7 separate regions of the Mus musculus genome follow, and all the other regions are linked to region 1. A link is a contact called in public Hi-C and promoter capture Hi-C data. All regions are on one chromosome and are shown on one strand. Each heading gives the region's core, a stretch centred on a gene start, on an enhancer-like site or on the middle of the called end of the contact. The rest is flanking DNA. Distances are from core to core; before and after follow the strand shown. Region 1 holds the start of Smarcal1 (SWI/SNF related matrix associated, actin dependent regulator of chromatin, subfamily a-like 1). Region 2 holds the start of Stk11ip (serine/threonine kinase 11 interacting protein). Region 3 holds the start of Chpf (chondroitin polymerizing factor). Region 4 holds the start of Gmppa (GDP-mannose pyrophosphorylase A). Region 5 holds the start of Dnpep (aspartyl aminopeptidase). Region 6 holds the start of Ttll4 (tubulin tyrosine ligase-like family, member 4). Region 7 holds the start of Rnf25 (ring finger protein 25).

What was found. Promoter capture Hi-C pulls out the DNA fragments that hold promoters and counts their contacts. Hi-C and Micro-C count contacts between places; a contact is called where the count stands out from the background. Capture Hi-C pulls out chosen DNA fragments and counts their contacts.
Region 2: a promoter capture Hi-C map of liver shows a contact between it and region 1, with 4 times the contacts expected there. The contact joins the promoter of Stk11ip here to the promoter of Smarcal1 in region 1. A contact is called at or near these places in 1 of 484 Hi-C or Micro-C datasets (CD8 T cells) and 2 of 9 other capture datasets (adipose tissue and liver).
Region 3: a promoter capture Hi-C map of pre-B cells shows a contact between it and region 1, with 3 times the contacts expected there. The contact joins the promoter of Chpf here to the promoter of Smarcal1 in region 1. A contact is called at or near these places in 1 of 39 promoter capture datasets (pre-B cells) and 2 of 9 other capture datasets (adipose tissue and liver).
Region 4: a contact with region 1 is called in a Hi-C map of CD8 T cells, with 4 times the contacts expected there. The contact joins the promoter of Gmppa here to the promoter of Smarcal1 in region 1. A contact is called at or near these places in 2 of 39 promoter capture datasets (liver and pre-B cells) and 1 of 484 Hi-C or Micro-C datasets (CD8 T cells).
Region 5: a contact with region 1 is called in a promoter capture Hi-C map of pre-B cells, with 6 times the contacts expected there. The contact joins the promoter of Dnpep here to the promoter of Smarcal1 in region 1. A contact is called at or near these places in 2 of 39 promoter capture datasets (liver and pre-B cells), 4 of 484 Hi-C or Micro-C datasets (CD4 T cells, CD8 T cells and erythroblasts) and 2 of 9 other capture datasets (adipose tissue and liver).
Region 6: a contact with region 1 is called in a Hi-C map of CD8 T cells, with 11 times the contacts expected there. The contact joins the promoter of Ttll4 here to the promoter of Smarcal1 in region 1. A contact is called at or near these places in 1 of 39 promoter capture datasets (liver) and 1 of 484 Hi-C or Micro-C datasets (CD8 T cells).
Region 7: a Hi-C map of CD8 T cells shows a contact between it and region 1, with 4 times the contacts expected there. The contact joins the promoter of Rnf25 here to the promoter of Smarcal1 in region 1. A contact is called at or near these places in 1 of 39 promoter capture datasets (liver), 3 of 484 Hi-C or Micro-C datasets (CD4 T cells, CD8 T cells and muscle stem cells) and 1 of 9 other capture datasets (liver).

What each region holds. Positions count from the first base shown.
Region 1 is chr1:72,581,550-72,585,096 of GRCm38.p6, reverse strand. Smarcal1 (SWI/SNF related matrix associated, actin dependent regulator of chromatin, subfamily a-like 1) reads right to left here and starts at 1,846. Exons shown (of 17, transcript NM_018817.2): 1 at 1,659-1,846.
Region 2 is chr1:75,519,566-75,523,112 of GRCm38.p6, reverse strand. It overlaps Stk11ip (serine/threonine kinase 11 interacting protein), which reads right to left and starts at 1,584. Exons shown (of 25, transcript NM_027886.3): 1 at 1,471-1,584; 2 at 1,264-1,349. The coding sequence starts at 1,324.
Region 3 is chr1:75,477,771-75,481,317 of GRCm38.p6, reverse strand. Chpf (chondroitin polymerizing factor) reads left to right here and starts at 1,847. Exons shown (of 4, transcript NM_001001566.3): 1 at 1,847-2,526; 2 at 3,500-3,547. The coding sequence starts at 2,213. Tmem198 (transmembrane protein 198) reads right to left here and starts at 1,786. Exons shown (of 5, transcript NM_177056.4): 1 at 1,433-1,786; 2 at 921-1,125. The coding sequence starts at 1,086.
Region 4 is chr1:75,434,348-75,437,894 of GRCm38.p6, reverse strand. Gmppa (GDP-mannose pyrophosphorylase A) reads right to left here and starts at 1,959. Exons shown (of 13, transcript NM_001357170.1): 1 at 1,583-1,959; 2 at 1,057-1,117; 3 at 861-958. The coding sequence starts at 1,096.
Region 5 is chr1:75,315,347-75,318,893 of GRCm38.p6, reverse strand. Dnpep (aspartyl aminopeptidase) reads left to right here and starts at 1,877. Exons shown (of 15, transcript NM_016878.4): 1 at 1,877-2,003; 2 at 2,091-2,184; 3 at 2,265-2,353; 4 at 2,451-2,564; 5 at 2,824-2,949; 6 at 3,145-3,275; 7 at 3,474-3,547. The coding sequence starts at 2,091.
Region 6 is chr1:74,659,813-74,663,359 of GRCm38.p6, reverse strand. It overlaps Ttll4 (tubulin tyrosine ligase-like family, member 4), which reads right to left and starts at 1,658. Exons shown (of 20, transcript NM_001014974.2): 1 at 1,471-1,658.
Region 7 is chr1:74,599,774-74,603,320 of GRCm38.p6, reverse strand. It overlaps Rnf25 (ring finger protein 25), which reads left to right and starts at 1,924. Exons shown (of 10, transcript NM_021313.3): 1 at 1,924-1,996. The coding sequence starts at 1,956. Stk36 (serine/threonine kinase 36) reads right to left here and starts at 1,866. Exons shown (of 27, transcript NM_175031.3): 1 at 1,708-1,866; 2 at 1,120-1,292; 3 at 43-183. The coding sequence starts at 1,203.

The DNA.
Region 1 (3,547 bases), core at 597-3,096:
GCAGCTGGTCCTAGAGCCTGACTTCCAACATGCAAGAGCAAAATGACTCTTGGAAAAATAAGGGGACAAAGGGGAGAACTGGGGACAAGGGTCACTGTGCCAAATTCAGACAGAAGACATAAAGGGTTAAGTTCAACTCAACCAACACACATCACCACCACTCAGAGCACAGCATAGTTCTGAACTTTTCTTGCCACATATTTGGAAAACACAGGTATTCATTACAGCGTAAGATCATACATTTATTCTGTACTGTGATTTCATTTACCCTAGACATTTTCCTATAGGCTGAACCAGTTTTACAATGCTCTAGATGCAGGGGCCTGAACACCAAATTCTCTGGCTGGGTCTGACTTAAGCCTTACCCAAATAGCACTACCTTATAATGTTACAGGATAGTTGAACTTGAGTTTCTAGTTAGGGTTTGGCCCAGCCCTTGACACATTCCCTCTGGCTGGAATACAGATATGCCTTTAGTACTCACCTTTGACTCCAAAACAATGAAGGTAAAGTTAGTTTGTAGGAGAAAGCACCCATGTTGAAAACGATGTCTAATTGAGTGGCAGACAAAGTGACGAGAATCAGAAAGATTTGACAGAATAGGATATGCCCAACTCTCATGAGGAACGGGAAGCCACTTAAGGGAGAGACAGACAGTGCAGGAGGAGAGAGTACAGCACAGGATACGGTAGAGTTGAGAGAAAGAGTAGAGCAGCAGAGAGGGAGGCGGAGGCAGTTTTACCGGGAGAGCTTTACAGAGACAGGCTGAAGAAAGAACAGGTCAGACACAGGTAAAGATAGAATGAGCAAGAGAATGAGAAGGAGCCAGAAGATTAGAACCAGATTCCTAGAGTTTGAGACCAAACAGAGCAATTCAGAGGCGGAGAGAAAAGCCAGACTGAATCAGTCAGCTGGGGAAAGAAGTCTGAGCCAGAACAGCTGAGTTGAACCAGCCAGCTAGAGTTCAGAAAAAACACGAAAGGGTGAGTTTATTCAGCAGCAAGTCTCAAGGGGCTGAAAACATTCAAGGCCCAGATCAGAATATAAGGAGGCTAGAAGCTTCCAGGACTAGGCCTAGGTTAGCAGATGGAGGCAGTGAGCCTCCCAGACAACTACAACAGGATAAAAGTTACTTTTATATTATAATGATTGTAACATAGGAAATACTCCAGTAGCACCGCCAGCCGTCAAAGAAAGCTCTAGACTCTTGACTTCAGAGGGTTTACATTTTAATCCTTGCTAAGACTCCCTTTAGACAAAGCACCCCAAAACATCTCCTCTCACAGATGTTACACTCAAGCCTGCCAGCCAGCAGCAATGAAAACTCTCAGCCTTGTATTCAACTAGGGTTATACCTACCAAGGCCTAGTATGCTGACTGACCCAGTTGGGGAGATGAGACCACGGAATGAGAGGTCCAACTAATAAACCATAAACCACAAATGCACACCACCACATAGACATTCCTCTTTGCTGAGACCTGGGCTTCCCTTCCCTTCCTGTGCACATCCTGGGTGCCTGAGAAAAGGGGACGCCCCGCCCCACTTTGCCTCTAGCATTTCCACTTGGATCTTCCCGTCCCCACTGCTCCCTCCTCTTGCCGTATTTGGTCTCGTCCGTCTCCAATGCTGCTACCTCCTTCGCAGCCCACTTTCTTACCTAGCGAGGCCAGTAAGGTGAGGCACCTTAGCAGAACAGCCCTAGACCAGGAGCGTCTTTCAGAGCCTTGCCTAGGCAGTTTTCGCTTCTGGTTGGACTGTTAGAGGAACTAGAATTCAAGCGCTACAATTTCACCCATCTTGGAGCGGGCCATTGGCATTTGAATGGCTCGGCCACCGTCGAACTACATTTCCCAACAGCCAGTACGGCCGCAGATCCCGGTCATAAATTGTGGGTGATAGTACACTTGGTGTAGGGCCTTCTGGGGTTTGTAGTTTGAATCGGAAAGCCTGCCCATTGGAGGTTGGTGAATTTGAGAGGCGTAACGTTGTGGGCGGGTCAAGGTGTGGTGCACCCTGGGAGTTGTAGCTCTCAGTTTCTCCAAACATTTAATCAGGCGTAAGGAAGGCTGAGCGTTCAGTGTCAGGGGTGTCTCCAGACATGTCAGACAGCCAGATTGATTTGATACTTAATAAAGATTTTCCTGGCACACCCGTTTCTAATAGTGCCGTCCTTATAAGCCCCAGCCGCTGCTGAGTATCTGCTTTCCTAGACCAAAGAGGAATTGAAATTTTTAGAGCCTCCATCAGTCAGCGTGCTGATCATTAATAGGAACTTAAGTTAATCCGAACTACAACCTATGAAACATAGACAGTAACTCATGTAACCCAGACTTGTCTAAGAACTCACCCTGTACCAGAGGATGTCTTTCCTGCCTCCACCTCCTACAGACTTGCACCATCATAAGATTATTATTATATCTTTTTTTTTTTTTCCTCAAAAGGCAGGATCTTAACATGTATCATTGGCCTAAAACTGACAGAGATCCTTCTCTGGAGTGCGATTAAAGTTGTGCACCACACACCCAGCTCCATTATCCTCATTTTATAAATGAGAAAACGGAACTAGGACTGGTCCACAATTTTCTCCAGGCTGTATTTAGCTACTTTGTTATTCTGATTCCAAAGCCCTCCCATCTATCAGATACTATCAAGGTTACTTGACTCCATTTCTGAGCACAGCATTCTTTCTGTCCTCCAATGGTTGAATATAATATTCTTCTATCATCAGCGTACACGGAAAGGTTGAAACGATTCTGTTTTCAAACAGAGCTCATTGCAAAGAGATAGATCTCTGAATACAGAGTTAATTGGGGAAATGACCAGACATTTAGGGAAATGTGATGTGTTTTTTAATAAGAAGAGACGATGAGGTGGACTGCAGTAAGATATCATGAACACAGGAGCTATCAAAATAGCAGCCCACAACAGGAGGAAGAGGAATGTTGCTAGTGTTGGCTATTCATGCCAACTCAAGGGGCAGGGGAAGGCTTTCAGTGCCTGAACTCTTGTAAAAGTATACTTTGTAAAGGTTATAAACCCTCAAGGCACACAAGTGGCCAGGCTCTGCCCTGCAGATGTCACTAGTGGTTGTACCAGTGTAGCTGGAGAGGGTTCAAGCCCCACCCTACAAGGAAAAAAAAATCCCACCAATCCTTGAGTCCCAGGCCACTCTGGAAATCCCACCCACCCTCTAGAAATCCTATATAAACCCTGCATTCTGCCCAGTCCTTTGCTGCTTCTCACTGGAGCAGAGGCAGCTGCCCTCCTGAGTTCCCACCTTCCAAGAAGTCTATTGTGGCAAGTTTGTTGTGTGGTGTGACTCTGTGGTATTCCCAACTGCCAGGATTCCTTTCCCTTCAGAGCTGTAACATTTTGGACAGAGCAGAGCTTTGGCAAAACACTTTGCCTGGAGAACTATCCCCTTCTGGAGCAGAGCTATAACACTTGCATTGGGGAATCTTTCCAGGCAGCTATAAGAACTTGTGTAGCAGAGCCTTTTTCCTTAGAGCTGCAACACTTACAGCTAGTATTTGAGGTAAATCTTAT
Region 2 (3,547 bases), core at 335-2,834, 2.9 Mb before region 1:
ATCCCCACAATCATATATGAACTCTACGATTCCGAGCCTGGGAGCCAAGTCAGATCTTTGCTGAATAATAAATCTTACAGCCTTACAAAGAGATTTTTCTATGTACTAGACACTGAGTATAGACATGCACATAATTCAAGGTGTCCCCTGGAAGTCTAGAAAAGGCACAGCATGGGAGTAATTATTAACACAAACCAGAAAATGAACTGCCATCAAGAGACTCCAAGGATGCCATGGTGGGAGTATATAGATATGGAGCACTAATGCCATCGAGGTCACACATTCCAAATGACAGCTGCTTCATCTAGATCTCATCCTTATCTCCTAAAGACATCCATTAACCCCACCTTACAGATAGGAAAGCCGGGGCTCAAAGAAGAATCTCTCCTTTCTGTGTGTGTGGGGAGGATGCTAGGGATTATAAGTCAAAGTTTTGTACATGCTAAACATATGCTCTGCTACTGAACTATATCCCCAGCTCTCAAAGAATCATGATTGTGATCATTTAGCTGATGATGGCAACCACATAACAAACAACATAGTGCCAGGCGTGGTGGCACATGCCTTTAATCCCAGCACTTGGGAGGCAGAGGCAGGCGGATTTCTGAGTTCGAGGCCAGCCTGGTCTACAAAGTGAGTTCCAGGACAGCCAGGACTACACAGAGAAACCCTGTCTCAAAAAAAAAAAAAAAACAAAACAAAAAAACAAAACAAAACAAAAAAAAAAACAAAAACCAAACAACACAGTGATCTTTGCCATGCCCAGGCACTGGGGCAGCAACTATAGTAACACTATCTTTTGAACACTTATTATGCATGCATGCACTGCACTAAATAAGCTAACTAAAATCCCGCTATCTTTTGCGTTCAATACAATCCCTATGCTAACCTATCTGAGAAGAATACTGAGGGTCTAAAAACTTATCCAAGTCTGATAGAGGGTTGGGACTAACCTATGTGGGTCTCCAAATCTCTGGTGTCTAAGGTGCTTATACTTGGCTTTCGGTACAAGTGATTATGTTCTTGTCTGCAAGTGTTTAATCTATTAATGATCCCTTTCCTCTGGAGAGTTAAGTGCTATGAGAGATGGATAGAGTTTAGACTGTCAAAGGCATGACTGTAAACAACGCGTCACAAGGAACACACCCAGAAGACGCCGGCACCTCGTGACCCCGCCGGCAATGACTCGGTGATTCCCGGCGTTTCTGGACAGTATCGAACACACCTAGAACTCCCAACCAAATAAGCCAGAAGTCCACTCACCCGACTCCCGCAAAAGTCCCGCCAGCTTCCACACTACTGAATCCCGCGGAGCGGTCGTCATAGCCACGGGACGCTGGGGGCGGAGCCTGGGGAAAGGGGAAGCGGAAGAGCCTCAGGTGGGCAACAAAAGCCCAGAGCTTTCGTGCAAATGGAGGCGTCGCGCAATGTAAAAAGTAAGCATCAGCTAAAAAGAACGATCTCTCTGACCCCTTTTCCAAAAAGCATTGGGCCTCGGGAGCCCATGGGCCCGCGTAATTCGCACTCCAATCACTTTGGCAGCCGGGCTCTTTTAGGGCAGGAAGTCCCGCCCCGGAAGGCAAAGGACCTACCGGAAAGCATGCCTTCGCTACCGGAAGCCACGCCCTGGGCGAGCCGATGTGTCAGTAGGACGGAACTAGCCGGGATTAAGCCCCTAACGGGGCCCCAGGTCTAGCTCGGCTCTGGGTGGCCCCTTCGGCAGAGAGAGAAACCTGACTCTTGTTTGCAGACTGGGCGGGGAAGCAGAGCTTGGAGAAATGGGATCTTGTATTAGAAGGAAAAGAACTCATCCAAAACAAATACTGATCTTCCAGTTACATAGCTGTCCTGTCCTTGCGAAGTTCTTTTATATCAGCCAGAAGGGCTAAGGCTGGCAGGGATGCCACTCTCAAACCCCCTTTGCTGTCATAGTCCTCAGTCTCTAGACTTATTTTTCCTTAGGGTTTAGCACACTCTCAAATTGGTCCCTGGTCTCTGATTTCAGAGCTCTGGAAGCAGAGGCAGGAGGGTCTCAGTGAGTTCAAGACCAGCCAGCTCTAAATAGTGAGTTCCAGGCTAGCCAGGGCTGCATAGTGGGATCCTATCTCAAAAACAAAAATTAGTCACTGGTAATGACCTGAACCTGTATTTGTTTTGTTTTGTTTTTAACTGTATTTACAGCTCAGTACACCTAACTAAAAGTGGTTTTCCTAAATTTGAAAATAAAATATATCAATAATTAACAAAAGCAAGACTGTTGAGTTTTCTACTTCCAAATTGGCACTGTAGCTTTTTTTTTTTTTTTCAAGATAGGGTTTCTCTGTGTAGCCCTGGCTGCCCTGAAACTCTGTAAACCAGGCTGCCTCTGCCTCCCAAGTGCTGGGATTAAAGGCGTGCGCCGCCACCACCACCCAGCACCACTGTAGTTTTTACCCTGGCTCTTGGTCTGGCAGTTGACATCAACTTCTGGTCTACATTATGAAAACATTTCTTAGGATGGAGTGACTAGCTAGGCTTGGGAGGGGAATGTCTTTTATGAAACAATCCTTTCTAACACAAGAAAGTTAAACATGAAGTGTAGGACTGAAGAGATGGCTCAGTGAATTAGAGCACTGGCTAGGCTTCCAGAGGACATGGGTTCAAGTCCCAGTACCCACATGGCGGCCCACAGCCATCTGTAACTCCAGTTCCAGGTGGTTGTACAATCTCTTCTCATCTCCATGGGCACAGCACATGCATGGTGTAGAGGCATTCAGGCAAAACATTCATACATGCAAGTGTTTGCTTTTAATGAAAAATCTAAAGAGTAGAGTTGGAGTCAGTCAGTTTTAGAGGTGGTGGAAGGCTTCTCTAGCCTGAACAAACTTCCTATATACCGTCTCATGGATCTGGGACATTTTGTGCAATTGATAATCCATTACATAGCAACTGTCAGTCCTTGTTTATCGATCACCTGAAGCTGGCCATGGGGGAGGAGCCATAACAATCAAGTCAACTGTATCAAGCCAAATTCTCATAGGCAGAAAAAGAAACAAAAAACAAAAACTCATTCTTTTGATATCCTGATGTGGTGCCTTGAAACCTTTGCTTTTTGGCCTGGCTTCCGTGGTCCACAGTTATTGTGTGAAAATCCTCCATTCACATGGGTAGCCCCTCTCTCTACTCAGGTTTGTCCTACACTACCGAGCTTCCAGATAAGTGAACGAGAGAAAAATCAAAGAAAACAAAACTGTATTGGGGAGGGGAAAGCTAAGCTAAAGAAGCAGCAAGAGAGTAAACAGCCGAGGCCTGTCCTCCTCCCTGAGAGGCCCACTCCCCTTTCTGTCCTTGGCTTGCAGGCAAGGCCTTGGCTGCCTTCCAAAGAAGTCTCTCTCTCTTTTTCTCCCTCTCTTGCCTAAGTTACATTCTTCTGTAAATTGCTACTTATAAAATTTCTTTTAATCAAAGGGAAAAAGAAAATCCTGTGTCACCAAAGCTACAAAAACAAGTGCACACGCTTTGAGCGTGCACCAGATCCATAGAAGAAAGCAAGAACTGGACCTTCTGG
Region 3 (3,547 bases), core at 598-3,097, 2.9 Mb before region 1:
TCTTGAAGGCTGCCTTTGGGTCCCTACTCATAGAAGGCTCTCTCCACTGTGAAGTTCTGTAACTTCCTGAAGAATCCACTGGGCGTTTATTTACTCAAAGCTGACACTAGCCCATAGGTCACCTTTGTGAAAATGAGAAAAAGGCATACTGTTTTGTAGAGAAGCCAGCCTTGGTCCAAGACCTTGAGAGTTGTCAAATGGACCCCCACACACCTGTTCGACTGAGCGGCAGTTAGTGCTCACCCACCCAACCTCACTGAACTATGTAATCCATGCTGGCCTTGAGCCTCCCTTCCCTTGCTTTGGCTTCCTGGATGCTGGGATTACAGGCATACCACGCCCTCCCCCATACAACTCTTCACAGTAACCATTCTTATGGGAATCTGCCTTGTAGGCGATCTCCATTTGTATGACTACCATCCAGCCCACTCTGATATGTATCACAAGTGTGAATATTCCAGGTCTCGCCCCCACCATGCAATATGCCCTGTGGTAAGGAACCATGCTAAGAGTTTTTATTATTTTATTTTAGTCTGCTTATCCTAAGTGATCCAAACATATCTTCGCTACGATAGTCATTATTCTTTGACCACCTACTAATTCTTGTCTATATGAGACAAACACTGTTGTCTTTGTCCAAGTGAAAAAGCTGAGACCCAGGTTAACATGCCCATTACATCACAGTGACTAACATACAGAGCCCGGTTCAAACTCAAAGAGCCTAATTCAAAACCTGCTCTCTGTAGAATCTAGAGTCAATGATCTACAAATATACTTGTGATCAGCAAGAGAATGATACCGCCATGAGGGTGGGGTGGGGGTGGGGGTGGGATGGGGTGGAAATGATTCTCGAGACACCAGAAAAAGGAACTTTAGGGAAACAGTAGAAGGCCACAGGTGAGGAACGAGGGGGATCTCACCAAAGAAGCAGTAGACGACTCCAAACAAACAGCACATGATGCAGACGAGGGCCGGCAGTGCCTGATACCTGCGCTCCAGAGGCTGTTCACAAGGTGCACCCCAGAAGGTGTCATCCGGCTCCGGGGGCAGCAGCTGAAACCGCAGAGTTTCCATAGTACCCGGCATAGCGCCGGGAATGGAAGGGGGTCACCCTCCCAGGACAACCTGACAGGGAGGAAATTGGGGTCAAGAGTCAGTTGTGGGTCTCCACTACAATAACAGTGCGAGTGGGGGAATTCAGCAAGGGCACAGTGGACAAAGGAATGGTTGCCCACATCAGGCAGCTCTAGAAGCATCTCTGGAACGGGGAGCAGAGACAAAGGGAAACAAGTGCCTGGCTAGAGGCGGCTGGGATGGACTTAAAAGAGGGACTAGATGGGGCTAGACGAGGAGAGGGAGGGTGCCGCTGGCAAAAAGAGGCAGCCTGAGCACCATCTGTGGGAGGCTCAATTTGGAATTGTCCAAGATCTACCTGGGCCGGAGGTGACCGGAGCTTCCGAGCAAAGGAGGGTGTGCAGGGGCCGGAGGAGCCGGGGTTGTAGGACACCAGAGGCTCTGACTGACTGGGGTCCGGGCAAAGTCTGCCGTGCGAAGGGGGCTGCTGGGCCGGAGAGACGGGTCTCTGTGCGACGGCGTCGTCGCCCCACCTCCGACACCGGCTGGCACTGCAGCTCCACAGACTCGCGCCCGGCTCGGGGAAGGGAAAGGAGCAGGAGCTCGGGCTGTCCCGGAGCCGCGGCCCCATGCCCTGAGCCCGCTGGCGGCCTTTGGTGCTGATGGACAGCTCCGGCCTCTGCTCCTGACGTCACTCAGGGTGCACCATCCTGGCAGGGGCGGGCTGCTTCTGACGTCATCCGGGACGCACCAACCACGCAGGGGGGAGACAGGGGACTCCGCCCCCGGCGTCTGCCTCTCCGGCGCTGAGGAGGGGGCACTTCCGGGGGTCCTTCCCCTTTAACCTCCTCCCCTTCGTCCCTCTCCGCTAGCTGACGGCTAGACCCCACCTCGGGGGCGGGGCCCTGTCGGTGACACGTCGGACAGCGGCCGCCTTGGAGGCCCGGGCGCGCAGTGCTGCTCTAAGGGCGGCCGACCCGCCCGGGGATTCCGGGCTTGAGCTCCTACCTCTGCTCGGCGGGGAGGGAGCGGGCCCGCCTGCTGGGCCTGGGCCCTCCGGATCCGCCCCCTCTTCGGTCCCGCCCCCTCGGAGCCGCCTCGGGCTACGCGGGGGCCGGGGACCCGCTGTCGGGACGCCATGCGGGCGTCGCTGCTGCTGTCCGTGCTGCGGCCCGCGGGGCCCGTGGCCGTGGGCATCTCTCTGGGCTTCACCCTGAGCCTGCTCAGCGTCACCTGGGTGGAGGAGCCTTGCGGACCCGGGCCGCCCCAACCCGGAGACTCTGAGCTGCCGCCGCGCGGCAACACCAACGCGGCGCGCCGGCCCAACTCGGTGCAGCCCGGATCCGAGCGCGAGAGGCCCGGGGCCGGCGCAGGCACCGGTGAGAGCTGGGAGCCTCGTGTCTTGCCCTACCATCCCGCGCAGCCAGGCCAGGCCACCAAGAAGGCCGTCAGGTACTGATCCACTCCGTCCGCCCTAACACCCCCCCCCCCCCCCCCGCAGGCACCAGCCAGGATGCGCGCGCTAGGGAGGCCGCCAGAGGCCGGGTCAGGCTCCGGAAGGAAGGGGCCGGCCGGCCAGGAAGTCCTTGGGCCTCGATTACTTCCTATGACCCTGCTTGCAGGGAGACAGAGGGCCAGTTTGAAGCTTTTTCTGGATCCCGTCCGGATCTGAGCTGAGCTAAACCGACTCCACCCAATTATACTCCAAAGACCCTCTTAGCCCCCCACTGGTCTGTTTAGGATTAGAAAAATGAGTGTTAAAGAGGATAAGTGTATAAAGAGGGGGAAAGAAAAAGGAGGGAACTGGAATTTACCTGTATTTCATTCCTAGATGGGTTTCAAGGGCCACCTTGGGATGAGATGGGAGAGGGAGGAATGTACTCATCACATTGATGTCTCTGCCCACGCATTGAAGTAATTTCTTCTAAGTAACAGTGAATTCCAGTTGTACAACTTACCTTCTACCTTAGGAAGGTGAGTCACTGCCTTAGTTTGCCCCTCTCCAAAAGACATTCTCTACACCACTATGCCGTATGCTTCTACACATCATTTATAGGACATATTGGGGGGGCGGGGCTGACAGCATATTCATGTTGCAGGGAGCATCTGCAACAGTGTGCCAAGCATGTTACTGTTTAAGTGCAATCTGTCCCATTTTACAGATGGCACCGATTAAGTAACATGTTCAGGGACACAGCCACTAGGTTGTGAAATCTGGAAGTAGATCTAGTGTATCTCTTACCTGCATCTGCCTTGGAAGTGCTGTCTCCTAGATGCAACACTTTCTGTGAGACCAGTATATCACTTAAATCATGTCTCGTGGGAGAGACAGTCTTATCCTCCCGTTCGTGGGTGCCAAACAGGTCCAGAGGAGAACTAACAAGTGAAGCTGTGTGCTATCTTGTTCCTAACTGTCTTTTCCCAGAACTCGGTATATCAGCACGGAGCTGGGCATCAGGCAGAAGCTTCTGGT
Region 4 (3,547 bases), core at 710-3,209, 2.9 Mb before region 1:
GAGTTGTATGTGTAGCTCGTGTAAGTGTGCCCATGCATATGTGGGGGTACACAAGCCCCTGTGTAAACAACCACATGGAAGCCAAAGGTCAATCTTGGATCTCTACATGGCTCTGTCCTCAGGAGTAGCCCACCTTCTCAGGGTCAGCGCTCACTGGGGTCTGGGACCTAATGATTAGGCTAGCCTGGCTGGCCAGGAAGCCCCAGTGATCTACCTTCTCAGTCCTAAGATGGCAAACCTATCACCAACACTGGCTCTTTAAAAGGGTGATGACAGGGATCAAACTCACAGCCTCACATTTGTGCAAGCAAGCACTTACCCACCAAACCATCTCCCATTATATATTATTCTAAGTTTGGTTCCAGCCTAAGATGACAGGGTCATTTATCAGGGGTCTGCATTGAATTAGGCATTTTACAGCTTCAACACTCTGCACGGGAGGTTTAATCTCCTTTACAGATAAGAAAACTAGAGCTGAAAGAGGTTGAAATTTGGCTTGCTCCAGGTCCCAGCAGGAAGACAGGACTCAGACTCAAACCTTGTCTATCCCAATAATGGAGCAATAAAGAAAAGGAGCTACAGCATAGGTGCTCTGCGCTTTATCACTGATTCCCCCTGCTATGGCTCTAGCTTATTCTTTAAGATCCCTGCCTGGCTTCACATTCCATACTGTAAAACTAAGTGTGAAATCTGAGCAGCAGCAAGAGGCAGGGAAGTCACCAGGACTGGCTGCCCAAAGCAGTGCTCAGACGCCTGTGAATGGCAGCCCGTGGAGCCGTAGTTGGTGGGAAAAGATGGCAGCTGGGAAATGGAAGACAGACACACACCATGAAGGAGAGGGGCAGGAAGTGTGGGGTTACCTGGGCACAGGCTTCTATATGGTGCTGGATCATGGGAACGCCTGCCACAGGAAACAGAGGTTTGGGCACCTCAAAAGACAAAGGCCTGAAGCGAGTCCCTGAGAGGACAGGAGAACGTTTTAGCTTCCTATTTCCTTGTGTCCCAACCCCACCGACCTCTCCAGCCTACCCGCTCCCCTGTCCCCCATCTCCTCACCCTTCTGGGGGCCTCCAATGAGAATCACAGCTTTGAGCATGATGAGCGCTATTACCTAAACCTCAAACCACAACAGAATAATTACAACACATAGTCCTTTCCTAGGATGTAAACACAAAAGTTCAGTATAGTCCCTCCTTGGGCACACAATCACGAAATTCATCCCAATCCAGAACTCAGATGGCTTCAAAACCCTGCAGCCCTCCCTTTTATCTCTAATGACTTCTCTTTGGCCGTGAACAAATTATGTAAACACGGGTACTCAACGGACCCCCTTCTCTGACCCCAGATCTCAAAACCCTGAAACCTCTAGTCCCAGTGCCTTGCAAATGACTGCTTCCTCCTTCTAGCTGTTCAACTCCGAATCCCAGCGGTGAATATGGAACCACAAACCTTGAGTGAGCTCTGGGTATTTAATTTTAATCCTATGAATGCGCCCCAAGTACAGAACTAACATCAATCTGCATTTGATGAGCACCAACCCTAACACCTCTAGGTGCTGACTGTGAATTCTACAACTACCTACATGTGCTCGAATCAAAAGACAGGTTCCGTTGACATGTCAAACGCTGAGCCTACTACTCCAGCCGTGCGCATACCGACCACTGGTGCGGAATCTCTGGATTCCAAAGATTGATTGCTGACCTGGACCCCACAACTGAGTCAGTCCAATAGACGTCAGTTTCTCGTAGCCATTGGTTATAGAACCAACACAAGCGTGGGCATGAGGAGAGAAAGACAGGCCCTGTGAGCCCTCCCTACGTCCAGGGTCCGTCTGCTACACCTTACCCTGCCCACCACCCCCTCCACCATGTAGATCCTTTTACCACTAGCTCCCTTTACGCCAGCTCTGCCGCCTGCCACTGCTTGCTCCTTCCGCGTACGTGTCTCCTTACAACCCGCGAGAGCTCTTTCGCGGGGGCTGCTGGGAATTGTAGTTTTGAAAACGTTCTCTCTCCAACTCCAATAAGACACTTGGGAAACGTGCTGGAAACCTGGTGCGTTCCGTCAAGTCACCGTAGGACAAGGCTTAACTGAGGAGAGAGAGGAGTAAGGATGGGGGCTAAGAAGTTAGGCCTGGAAACTTGAGATTGAGACCTAAGCTTTTCCAGTATGGGCTCAGGGGCAGCGGAGCACTAAGTCACAGGACAATCCCCTGGGTGGCCAGCTTTGGAACAGCCTGGAGGGGCTGAGCCTAGACTGAGCAAAAGAAAAGGAGCAATCACAGTTCCAAAATTTGTCCAGCTGAGAAATTTGACACTGAGAGAAATCCTATTCCGGATGACTACTACCTGTAAAATGAGCTTTCCAGATTTCCTAGTGACTCCAACATTCTGTGACCTTGGCCTGTGGGTCTTGGAATAAATATGGGGGGGGGGGCAGGCAGGGAGAGGAAATGGCGATGGAAAACAAAACAAACAAGCACGAGGAGGATCAGAAGGAAAGCAATTTTGTTTTATTTTTGTTTTTTAGATTATATCTAAGTACACTGTAGCTGTCTTCAGATGCACCAGAAGAGGGCGTTAGACCTCATTAACGAATGGTTGTGAGCCACTATGTGGTTGCTGGGATTTGAACTCAGGACCTTCAGAAGAGCAGTCGGTGCTCTTAACCACTGAGCCATCTCTCCAGCCAGGAAAGCAGTTTTATTAAGCAAGGCAGAAGAGGGTTTGGATCCCACCAGCACCTGGGATCGCAGCCAGGGTAAAAAGGTCTGATGGTCCCTTTCAAGCCATGTCCACCTGAGGAAGCCTTGGGCCATGTCCTGGGGTAGTCCTGGGGAATGGTAAGGCGCTGGTGGTGTTAGGACCAATCTCTACACCCTGGGGAAGGTGTGGAGAGACGGAGGGCAGATCTGTGGGTCAGTTTATCTGTGTGTGTAATGAGCGTTAATTATAAAGCTCATTCTTTGCAGTCCAGTTTCTGGGAACAATACTACACAGGTCCCAGTCTCAGCCCTGCCTTAGCTGCAGATCCTAGACCTCCCTGTCGTGGTCCTCAATGTCCTACCCGTGCTTGGTCTGGCAGACATGGAGTGGGCAGTCAGTGCTGCCATGGCGTCTTTGAGGTCCCTTTTATATCTTAGCATGGACTCAACAAAGGACAGGGGAACCTGACCATAGGACACGAGCATCACCATGAGATGAGGAATATCTGGCCCTAACTCCACACGATGCATTTGAATTCACAGTATGTTATTGGACAGATGACTAGCCTTTACATTTTATCTCTTTCGTTATTAAACAGGACTTATCCCTGTCCCTTTTTCTCTGGGTCAAGTAGAAGATCAAAAGAGATACAGCTCTCACAAGTGCTTCGGAGACAGCTCTGTGTAAGGAAAGCGCCCTGGGTTGGGAGCCAGAAAACTAGATTTTAAATCCTGGCGCACGCACACTGTGACCTTGGGTCCTAGAATCCTAGGATGGGAGCCCCGGGCTGACTTCTCAGTCTGGGTGGGATCAGGACCTGAAGGAAGGGAGGAAATTGCTAG
Region 5 (3,547 bases), core at 628-3,127, 2.7 Mb before region 1:
AGGATGATTAAGAAGCTACACAGATGTAGTCTGTCACCCACTGAACGGATCTTGAAACTGCCCCCTTTGAAGTGAGGGTGGCAGGACCTTTCCAGAATCTATCCCTGTTCATTTCCATCCCAAGTATAAAAGCAACAGATGCCCCCCACCCCCACCCCAGAGACCTGTGATCCCTGGAAAGACTATTTTTACACTCATGGTAGGTCGACTCTGTTTTGAACCTCAAAGCCACAAGAGTCCTGATCCATCGATGTATGGATGAGTTTTAAGATTGCTATTCAACATTCTTGACATGGAAACATAATATTGGAATTGCCCCCCTCAACTGCTTTAAGGAGTAGAAAGAGCCAGTAGGGGCGGCTCATGCCTGTATCTCCAACAATTGCAAGACTGAGGCAGGATTGCCATGGATTTGAGGCCAGCCTGGGCTACATAGTGAGCTCTGGAAAAGCCTGAACAAAACTGAAATCCTGTCTGAAAGAAAAAAAAAATCATGAGTATCAGAATCAAACCTCAGGGCCACCCAAACAGCTGTGTTGAAAAGGTCACTGACTTCTGTGTTCCTCTGAGACCTACTAAGTAGCATAACATTTAACCAAAGAGGATAGAAAAAAGCCTACGAAAGTCTCTTGCAGTTGTTCTAGGCTCTGCACACTAATTTATGGAGTCATAAGCCCAGCTGTGCCATCCATTTGTAACTAGAGACAGATTACTCTCATAATTCCGTTGTCTACAAAATGCTGACAGTAAAATTGTGAGAATTACATACGATAACGTTTATCATAACATAAACTCATGGAAGTCAGCGGCTGTGCTAACACCACCGGGGCGCTAGAGCGCGCTGCCGCCGCCGCGGTGGGCCGTCCTGCCTGAGGGTGCTCCAGGAGCGGAACGCCTCGCAGCGGCTTCGAGGCCGCTGACAAAGGAAAGGGCGGAGGGGGGGGGGTCAACGCCTGGAGGACTCGACTTGATGGAGGCGGGGCGAGAGAGGCATCAGGGGCGGGGCCTGCCAAGGAAGCCCGGACAGCGGAGACAAGGTCTGGAGAGTAGGCGTGACGGGGCGGAGCTAGTGGCGCAATGAGGGCGGGTCATGAGACGTGGCTCCTAACGGGGCAAAGCTAGTGGAACAGTGGGGCGGGGCGCGGTGTGACTGGAGCTGACTAGTCCACGTGGTTAGAACGCAGCCTGATTGGAGGAAGGCGGGTCGGTGAGGCGGGAGCGGAACCGGAACGCGTCCTGACAGGGGCGGAGCTCTCGGAGTAGTGAGGGCGGGACGCGGCCTGACTGGCACAGAGCAGTCAGCGTGTTTGGAACCAGGCCTGACGGGAGCTGAGCGAGTAGCGGGAGGGGGCGGAACCCGACCGAGGCCTGACAGGGGCGGAGCTCGCGGAGCAGCGGGGGCGGGGCGAGGCCTGGTAGAGGCGGAGTCCCGGTGCGGCCTGACGAGAGGCGGAGCCCACAGCTCGGCGAAGGCGAGGCCTGATCCGGGAGGGAGGAGCGGAGCGTCAGGGGCGGGCCGGAGTCCGGCTCCTGGAGCGGAGTGCGGTGGGGCTATGCAGGTGTGTTGCTGTTGCCGGTCCCGCCTCCACTTCGGCTCGGTGGCAGGCCGCGCGCCCTTTCGGAGCTAAGCTTAAGGCGGCGCTGACACGGGCGTACTCCGGTTTCAAAGTAAAACTGAAACCCTCCGAGGTGGCCTGACCTTCCCGGAGCCGGAAGGGCTGTCTAGTGACTGACGGGGCTAAGGGACAGGTGTAGTGGTGCTTTGATTCCGGACACGGTGGCGCGCCGGCTAGTGGCCTTTCCAGCTTTGAGGTCCTCTTGGAGGCGGGATTTCCTAGCTGGGCGGGGCGTGGATTATCTGATTAGGGGGCGGGCCTTTCCGATCCTGTACTCCAGGGACAAAACTGGGTGGAGGTCCTCTTGCCCTGGGACTGAACCTTTGAGCCGAGAGCGATCGAGCTAGGAATCCACATCTGTCGCCAGTGAAGTCCTCGGAAGCAGAGGTTGAGCCTTGGGGCTCTCATTTCTAGGGGGCTGAAAGAGGGATCCTAGACCCGGCAGCCACCTGAACTCTCCACTTCTCCCTGTAGATGGCTATGAACGGCAGGGCTCGGAAAGAGGCCATCCAGGCCACAGCCCGAGAGCTCCTGAAGTTCGTGAACCGGAGTCCCTCTCCTTTCCACGGTAGGTGACCAGGGTTAGGGAGGCTAGGAGTGGGAGTGACTTGACCAACTTCCATCGCTGAGAGAGCCCTTTTCCTACAGTCGTGGCTGAGTGCCGCAGCCGCCTCCTCCAGGCTGGCTTCCGTGAACTCAAGGAAACAGAGGGCTGGGATATCGTACCAGAAAACAAGGTACTAAGGGATAGCGTGGGGGCAGACACTATTGCAAAGGCCTGTGTCCCGGATCATAAAGCAACTCACGCCCCTGTCTTTCAACTCTCTCCCCCAGTACTTCTTAACCAGAAACTCCTCCTCCATCATTGCTTTTGCTGTGGGGGGCCAGTATGTTCCTGGCAATGGCTTCAGCCTCATTGGGGCCCACACGGACAGTCCCTGTCTCAGGGTAAGAAGTTAGGACTTGTTTGGACTGAAGGGAGGTGTGGGGGGGGGCGGTTGGGAAGAAGAGATCCTGGAGGTAGAGTTTGCAAGGCCCTATCCCAAGGTCCCGGGAAGAAGGTAGACCCGCCCCATGCTCTCATGTTCCCCACATACACTTTCAGCTGTCAACTGATGTGCTATCTGCTCTGTATAACTTACTGCCTGAGTCTCCCTTCCAGATGTTGTCTTTCAGACATTCCCTTTTTTCTCATTCTTACGCTCAGGTGAAACGCAAATCGCGCCGAAGCCAGGTGGGCTACCACCAGGTCGGTGTTGAGACCTACGGCGGTGGGATCTGGAGCACATGGTTCGACCGGGACCTGACCTTGGCTGGACGCGTCATTATCAAGGTGGTATCGAGGGGCTAGGAACTGGGGAGGCTCTCACTTCCGGCAGCCTGAAGCTTGAATGTCTTCCCATTTCTTAAGTGTACCAGTGAAGAGTCCTCGTGGGGAAGAGGGGACATGATTATTCTGGGTTTAGTAAGGGATTTTATCAGCTGGATTTGGGAGGTGCCCAGTTCTGACCTGGCCGGTTGGCCACAGTGCCCTACCTCAGGCCGGCTGGAGCAGAGGCTCGTCCATATAGAACGGCCCATCCTGCGCATCCCACATCTGGCCATCCATCTGCAGCGAAATATCAATGAGAACTTTGGGCCCAACACAGAGATCCACCTGTGAGTCCACATTCGAGCCAGGGTTGTGATGGCTGTGAGGGTGGGATATGGCACTGGGGAACAGAGGACCACCCCTTAGTGGTCAAGTTCCACGTTTGGAAACCAGTTCTATCCATTTGGGGAGTGCGCTGGGAATCAGTCGGAGGACTAGAAGTTCATGGCTGTCCCTCTCCCTTCTCTCAACCCATTTCCCCACAGAGTCCCTATTCTTGCCACAGCAGTTCAGGAAGAGCTGGAGAAAGGGACTCCTGAACCAGGGCCTCTCGGTGCCA
Region 6 (3,547 bases), core at 409-2,908, 2.1 Mb before region 1:
TAGAAAAACAAAACAAAACAAAACAAAAGAAGAAAGTAAGAAGAGAAAAAGAGCAAACGAACTTACTAAATACTTTTGCTCATGTTTTACTTAAAATAAGTTTTAAAATCCCATGGTCCCACAAAACCTTCCAGGCCTGAGACTTTTAATTTGGTGGTAGTGATTGACTGTCTAGAATGTGTAACTCCCAAGGTTCAATCCCTAGGACCTTAAAAAGATGGGAAGGGCAGGGCAGGCAGAGGCAGGTGCATCTCTGAGTTCAAGATCTATCGAGTGAGTTCCAGACAGCCAGGGCTGCACAGAGAAACCCTGTCTCAAAAACAAAAACAAACAAACAAAAAAACTAAAGTCACTTGGAAACTACAAGTCAGGAAATAGATTCATTTTAAGTTAAGTCTTGGGCCCTAATAAGCCCAGCTCACAGAATGGCTCCCAACAAACACAACTGAGCTCGGACCTCTGTTCAGGCCATGCTGTATCTTTCTAAAGCTACTTTGTAACTTGAATATCTTCCCACTTCTTCACTCCCTGAGAACATTTGATAACTTTCAGGGCCAGGCTTAGAGTCTAATCAGTAAATCGCTAGTAACTTTCCAGACAATAAAGGGAATAGTTTTTATGCAAATAATCTCAGTATTGCAACAATTGAAGGCATAGGATCCAACGGTACCTGCTCTTAAAGGCTCCTCCAGATTACTGCTGATTGGCCAAATCAACAGGCGCTGAAATTGAGATTCGGAATATTCAAAATGACTCCATAAAGGAAGGGTTTCAAATGCTGATTAAAACATTTCCAAGATTCAGAACCGGAATGTAAAGACTGAAGGTGGGGTGACGTATTTTTCCAAACAAATCGCGGTTAAGCGCTTCACTTCTACCACAGCACATACATCAGTATGGCAAATGCTTTCTTGATTAAAAATCTCTTGTTCTATAAACTCTCGAAAACACGTTTGTCTTGCTCACCAATGTACCCTCCCTAGGAACCTTACATAGTGGCTTCACTCGTTACCTACTTGTCGATGTTTATAAAAGCTGTAAATTATTAAATGAAAAAAAATGGCTGGATAAATGAGTTAAATTAGGATCTCAGCTTCTGGAATGTAGGAAAGTGTGTATGGATAACTCAGAGTGGGGTCAGGAAAAAGCAGGCCCTGAAAAGAGCCGGGATTTCAACCCAAGCCAGAATTTAAACCGCAGCGCGGCGGGAAAGAGGACACGCTGAAACCAGGACCGAGAAGGGTGTGGGGCTCGGGCCGCCCGAGGAGAAGCCAACGAAGTTCTCCCCGCGTGGAGGCTGCCGAGGAGGACTCGAGAGAGGGCCCGGGAGGAGGCCCCGGTCTCCGACTCACCAGAGAAAGGCGAGGTGGCGAACCGGAAGCGGGGTTGGGGGCCGGTGCCAAGGGCTGGGGCCGAGGCACGCGGGAACGGCCGGCCGGGGTCGGACACCAGCTCTGCGACCACACTCACCTACGGTACCCTACTTCGCCGCGACTGGACGCCGGCTCCGCGCCGCTTCTTCGCTGCGCCTGCTGGGCGAGCGGGCGACCTCAGGTGTCCCTAGCAACCAAGCTCCGCCACGCGACCCACGCTCTGCCGCTTTCTGTCCCACACAGAGCGCGCCCCCAGCGGACAGATCTAAGGCCAGAAAGGAATGGGAGGGGGAGGGCCCGAGGCAAGCGCGCCGAATCCCAGCCCTTGTGCAGCCTAGAGAATGGGGGGGGGGGGGGGGGGAGAAGGAGGGACTTGGGGGGAGGGAGAGAGAAAGTGCAAGGAATTTGCGCACGCGCAAACTTGTCGACACGGTGGAACTCTTGCGAGCGGAATTCTGGGAACTGTAGTCCTGCAAGTAAAGGCTCCGTTCTGGGAATCCACGATTCATTCTACCTAACCACTATGGACTCTGACCATACAGCGCCAAGACTCTATTAAAGAATTCCTACCAAAATTCCATGAGTTTGAGGCAAGTAAGAGGAAGTGGCTCAAGGCACTTTAACTCTCTCCCACTCACCTTTCCCTAAATCCAAACACGGAGCGGGACGAGACAAAGCAAGACATAACTACAACTACCAGTTTTATGGGCTTCGAGTGAGAACTTTACCTAAGTGTGAGTCCTTTCATAATCTCTCCACGCAGAATAGATCCCCCTGTTTCAGATGTCGCTGGATCTATTAAATTTAGAGAACTATAAAGTCAGCTGGATGGCAAAAGGAGCTTTCTCAAACAGGCTATGATAATTAACGATATAACTAACCTGATGAGGCCTGGGCACCGGTTGTGCACTTCTTTAACCCCACCATTCGGTAGGCTGAGGCAGGTGGATCTCTGAGTATGAGGACAGCCTGGTCTGCAGAGTGAGTTCAGATCAGCTAGGGCTATGCAGAGAAAAACTAGCCTGGTGAAAACAATTTGAACTTAGTAGCAAAATACTTAAGCAACAGTCATTGACAGATGTTGAACTATGAAAGGGTTACTTATCAATTTTAGATCAGGAAATCTAGGGCAATTATCTAGTTTGTCTCCTGATGAGATTTGGATTACACAGCAATATTTATAAAGTATGGCTTATTTTACAAAATGTTAAATTTTAACAATTTAAAAGCTGAATCTAATCAAGCATTGACTCTAACTTCAGTATACAGGATATAGAGGAAAACAATTGAGTAATGCTATAGAATCAGATAAATTCAGAATTTTAACCAATATACAGTATAAATGAACTTTCTTAGACAAAATGGGAGTGCTGGAGCTGAAGAAAAATGTTGGGAGCCGCGCCCACATTCGCCGTTACAAGATGGCGCTGACAGCTGTGTTCTAAGTGGTAAACAAATAATCTGCGCATGTGCCAAGGGTATCTTATGACTACTTGTGCTCTGCCTTCCCCGTGACGTCAACTCGGCCGATGGGCTGCAGCCAATCAGGGAGTGACACGTCCTAGGCGAAGGAGAATTCTCCTTAATAGGGACGGGGTTTCGTTTTCTCTCTCTCTTGCTTCTTGCTCTCTTGCTTCTTGCTCTCTTGCTTCTTACACTCTTGCTCCTGAAGATGTAAGCAATAAAGTTTTGCCGCAGAAGATTCTGGTCTGTGGTGTTCTTCCTGGCCGGGCGTGAGAACGCGTCTAATAACAATTGGTGCCGAATTCCGGGACGAGAAAAAACTCGGGACTGGCGCAAGGAAGATCCCTCATTCCAGAACCAGAACTGCGGGTCGCGGTAATAAAGGTTCCCGTAAAGCAGACTGTTAAGAAGGATTCAACTGTATGAATTCAGAACTTTTCAGCTGGGGAACGAGAGTACCAGTGAGTATAGCTTTACGAGGTAAGCCTGGCCTTGAACTTTCTAAGGAAATTCAAGACAGTCTATCAGAAGTAAAGTGGAAAATGGCTTTACAAGTTATGTTTGGCCTTGAATTTTTTCTAGTGTTAGAAGCCCTTTTGTTCCTTTTCACATGTTATCAAGTGGTTAAGGCAGGGCGGATTCTAGATGAAATTCAGGACAAGCTATCAGAAGTAAAGTGGGGAGAGAGAGTAGGAGCAAAGAGAAAATAT
Region 7 (3,547 bases), core at 675-3,174, 2.0 Mb before region 1:
CTTGGAGAGAGGCAACCCAAGCCCAATACCGTCAAAACATACCTCTTTGTCAGTCTCAAAGCTGTCGAGCATATGCACAATGTTGGGATGCCACAGACCCCGCATGATTTCAATCTCTCGTTGCAGATTCCTCAGCTCTTTCTCTGAGCGCCCCAGTTTGGGGATGAACTTCAAGGCCACCACCTGCCAGTGGTAAAGTGAAGAGTCAAGGCCTAACTACACCATCAAGAAGTGCAAAGAAACTCTCATACTGGCTGAGCTGCCAGAGACACTCTCCATTCTGTCAGGCTGCCTCTAAGCAGCGCTGTAAGTGTGAGGTGTCCGGCTTGCATGGGCTATCACACATGCTGGGGCGGGCTTTGGTGTTACAGCTGTCTGTGAGTCATTTCTGATCCTGTAAGTAAACCGTCACTTATACTTGTTTAAGAAACCCCAATAAAACTCACTGGTGTGCTCTCTCTCTCTCTCTCTCTCTCTGTGCAAATATTTCAAGCTTTATCTTAGAGCTCCACAACTCAAGACTTATACTTCTTGATCAACTCTTAGTATAAATGTGAACACATACTTACCCCCCACCTCAACCCCCCCCCCCCCCCGGGTACTATGGATGTACTCTGGCTTTGTCAGCCCATCACTAAAGGGAAACAGTTACTGGCAAATAGATTCCTTTGATGGGACTCTGGGAGAGGTTTTCTGACCTAAGCAAAGGACTCAGCGTGAGATTTGGGGAAAGGAGAAGGAAAAGGTAAAGATGGAAGACCAGATTTCAAGGTGTTATCTTTTCTTAGGTAATACAAAGAACAGTGATCATTTTTGTCATTCAGTAGGTGTCAGGCATTGTATTAAGTGATTAAGTGTGAAACACATTTGATCCTCAGACCCTATCAATATTCCTCCATTGTACTGTTTGGGAAATGGAAGCATGGGATGTTAGGTAGTTTGTTCCTAGTTCTAAGGCTGGGATCTGATTCCAAGAAGTCAAATTTCTGGGCCTGTATACCCTAGGAAGTATGCTGGTGTCAGGGTCTAGAAATAAACACCGTGCAGCCCTTCTGTCCCACGTTTTTACTGGACACGTGGGTCACCAAATCCCATTTAAAAGATATCCTTGTCTACTACCTGAGCACTGTATTTTTTTCGGCCCTTATACACTCTCCCAAAAGAGCCTTCTCCAATCATCTCCAAAACGTGGTACTTTTCCATGGCAAGGGTTTCGGGGTCTCTCAGAAGGTAGAAAGAAGACGGTGACAAAGAGCTATAGATCCAGGGGTAGTTCCACACATCTGGGAGGCCTGGCTCATAACATGGGAGAAAGATACACGTTATCAACCTTGCTTTGTTCTATTTTTCACAATAACCAAGGCCTCAAAATCATGACCAGGGTGGAAAGATGATCAGGTCTTAGTGTCTCCAGCCCCACCCCCACCTCCCCACCCAGGTTAGGTGCCCATAGCACACCGGTGTTCCCTTTCCCCTCTCCACCAGCGATGCTCACACGCTCCTTCTATACTCTCCCAGGTTCCTGACACCCTCAGCTTGCCCAGCACCGCCACTCTGGCCCCGAGCAGAGGTCCCCTAACTTGCTCCCAGTCTAGACGCTCCAAGCTCCCCAGGCTGAGTTCAGGCTAGTTGCTCGGGGCCTCCCAGCTGCCTGCGTTACTTTTCTCCATTCCTCATTGATGCTCTCGTTAGTTTCCCCACTCTTACCAGTTTTACTCCCTGGAACTGATTAGAAGTTTAAAGGACAAAGCTCTCAGAGGTGTGTGACAGATGCGAACCGCCCATTGGCACTTTGTAGGGCACTTCTGTCGCTTGGCTAGCAGGCCCCACAAAGGATCTAGAGTCTTCAGTTGCCTAGAAACGGCGTCAGCTTTCTTTTACTCCGCCCCGCCCTAGTTTTCCGCCTCTAACTTCCCAAAAGGTGTTTCCGGTTCCGGCCAAGAGCCGGAGAAGACATGGCGGCGTCTGCGTCGACAGCTGCTGGGGAAGAGGACTGGTAACTTTGGGTCATAGGTTTTGGCTGGCTGCCTGGATCTGGTGCCGGGAACTAGCAACAGCTTCGGACCGTCCGAACCACGGGCATAAAGGGTGGATCAAGGGGCGAGGGATAGAAGAGACATCCTTTCGTAGGCGAGCTACTGGACCGGGAACGGAGGGAGGAGGGACGCTGATCTGAGAAGGGACTGGGTCTACGGCGGCCTTGCCAGCTGGGCCCACGCCTTATCGACCCCATTGCTCCCTACTACGGGCCTACCCCTCCCCACTTCTCCCTGATGTGATTTTTCTGGGCCCTGGAGGATGGCTTCTCATCACACCTCCCGCCTCTCGGAACGGACGCCCTCCTCGTGCCCCTAGGATCCTGCCCCTTGGACCAGTCCATTTCTGCCTACGCGTTCCTCAATCTTCCCATATTCCTGATAGCACTAATAACTATTGTCAGAAAAGCCTTACTCCCCTCATAAGCTCTCCTATTCTCTCGAGCATTCTTAATAAGAAACCAAAAGCCTTTAAAGACTTTGGGTTTTGGACATAAGATAAAAATGTGCTCACTCCATATTTAATTAGCTTGATGTGATGCTGACCAAACCAGCTAGCTCCTGCGAGTCAGTGTCAGCTATTAAAAAAAAAAAAAAGTGGGTGTGGCATTACCTCATAGAGTAGTTGGGAAGATGGATCACCATGGATTCGTAATATCCATAGGCCTGCTTTTCATTAATTGCTGAAGTATAAAACCTCAAGAGACCAAAGGACATCTGTCTGAGTTAAGGCCTTATACTGTTAGTATTAGGACAGCCTATTTCGGACCCCCATCCCCACCCCACCCCCACCTCCACCTGTAACCTATGACCTTATTTACATTTAGGTCTGTATCTTACATCCAAGGCTCAGGTGACCTAAGGTGGGCAAAGTACTGAAGGAAGTCTTAACTGAGACTGCACCTCTGTGTTCCGTTGGTTTAGGGAGCCCAGCCAGACTAGTGCTTTTCACTGTTGTGAGTGACTTCTAAGATTATGAAGGGACACCTGAGCCATGACAGAGTAGCAGTGGCTGCATTGGTCTATAGCAGCCAGAATGTCTTTTAGTAGTAGTAGTAGTAGTAGTAGTAGTAGTAGTAGTAGTAGTAGTAGTAGTAAAATAAGCTTTAAGAAGAATGCTAATAATAACCATCACTATAGAAATGATACTGGGGTGTGCTTCCTCTAGATGGAGAGGAAATGTATAAGAAAGTGGATACAGGTTTCATATCACCTGGGTAGGGCTGTGGACAATCACTCTTCTTGGATGTCATTACAGCTGTTTTTTCTATGTTTAAATGTGAACCCTCTGATTTATATCGGGGCCATGAACTCTGATCAGGGCTAACTAGGCATCCAGGGTTATGTGCACACTCAGTCCTCAGACTGCCCTTCTCGGTTTCCTTTTAAAGGGAGGGGGTAGATCACCTAGACTAGATACTGTGTCTCAGACATTTGTGCACTTTATATAAACAAATCATTTATCTCTTACAGTAGCCCTAGTGAGTATGCTCTATTATCACTAGGTGGTA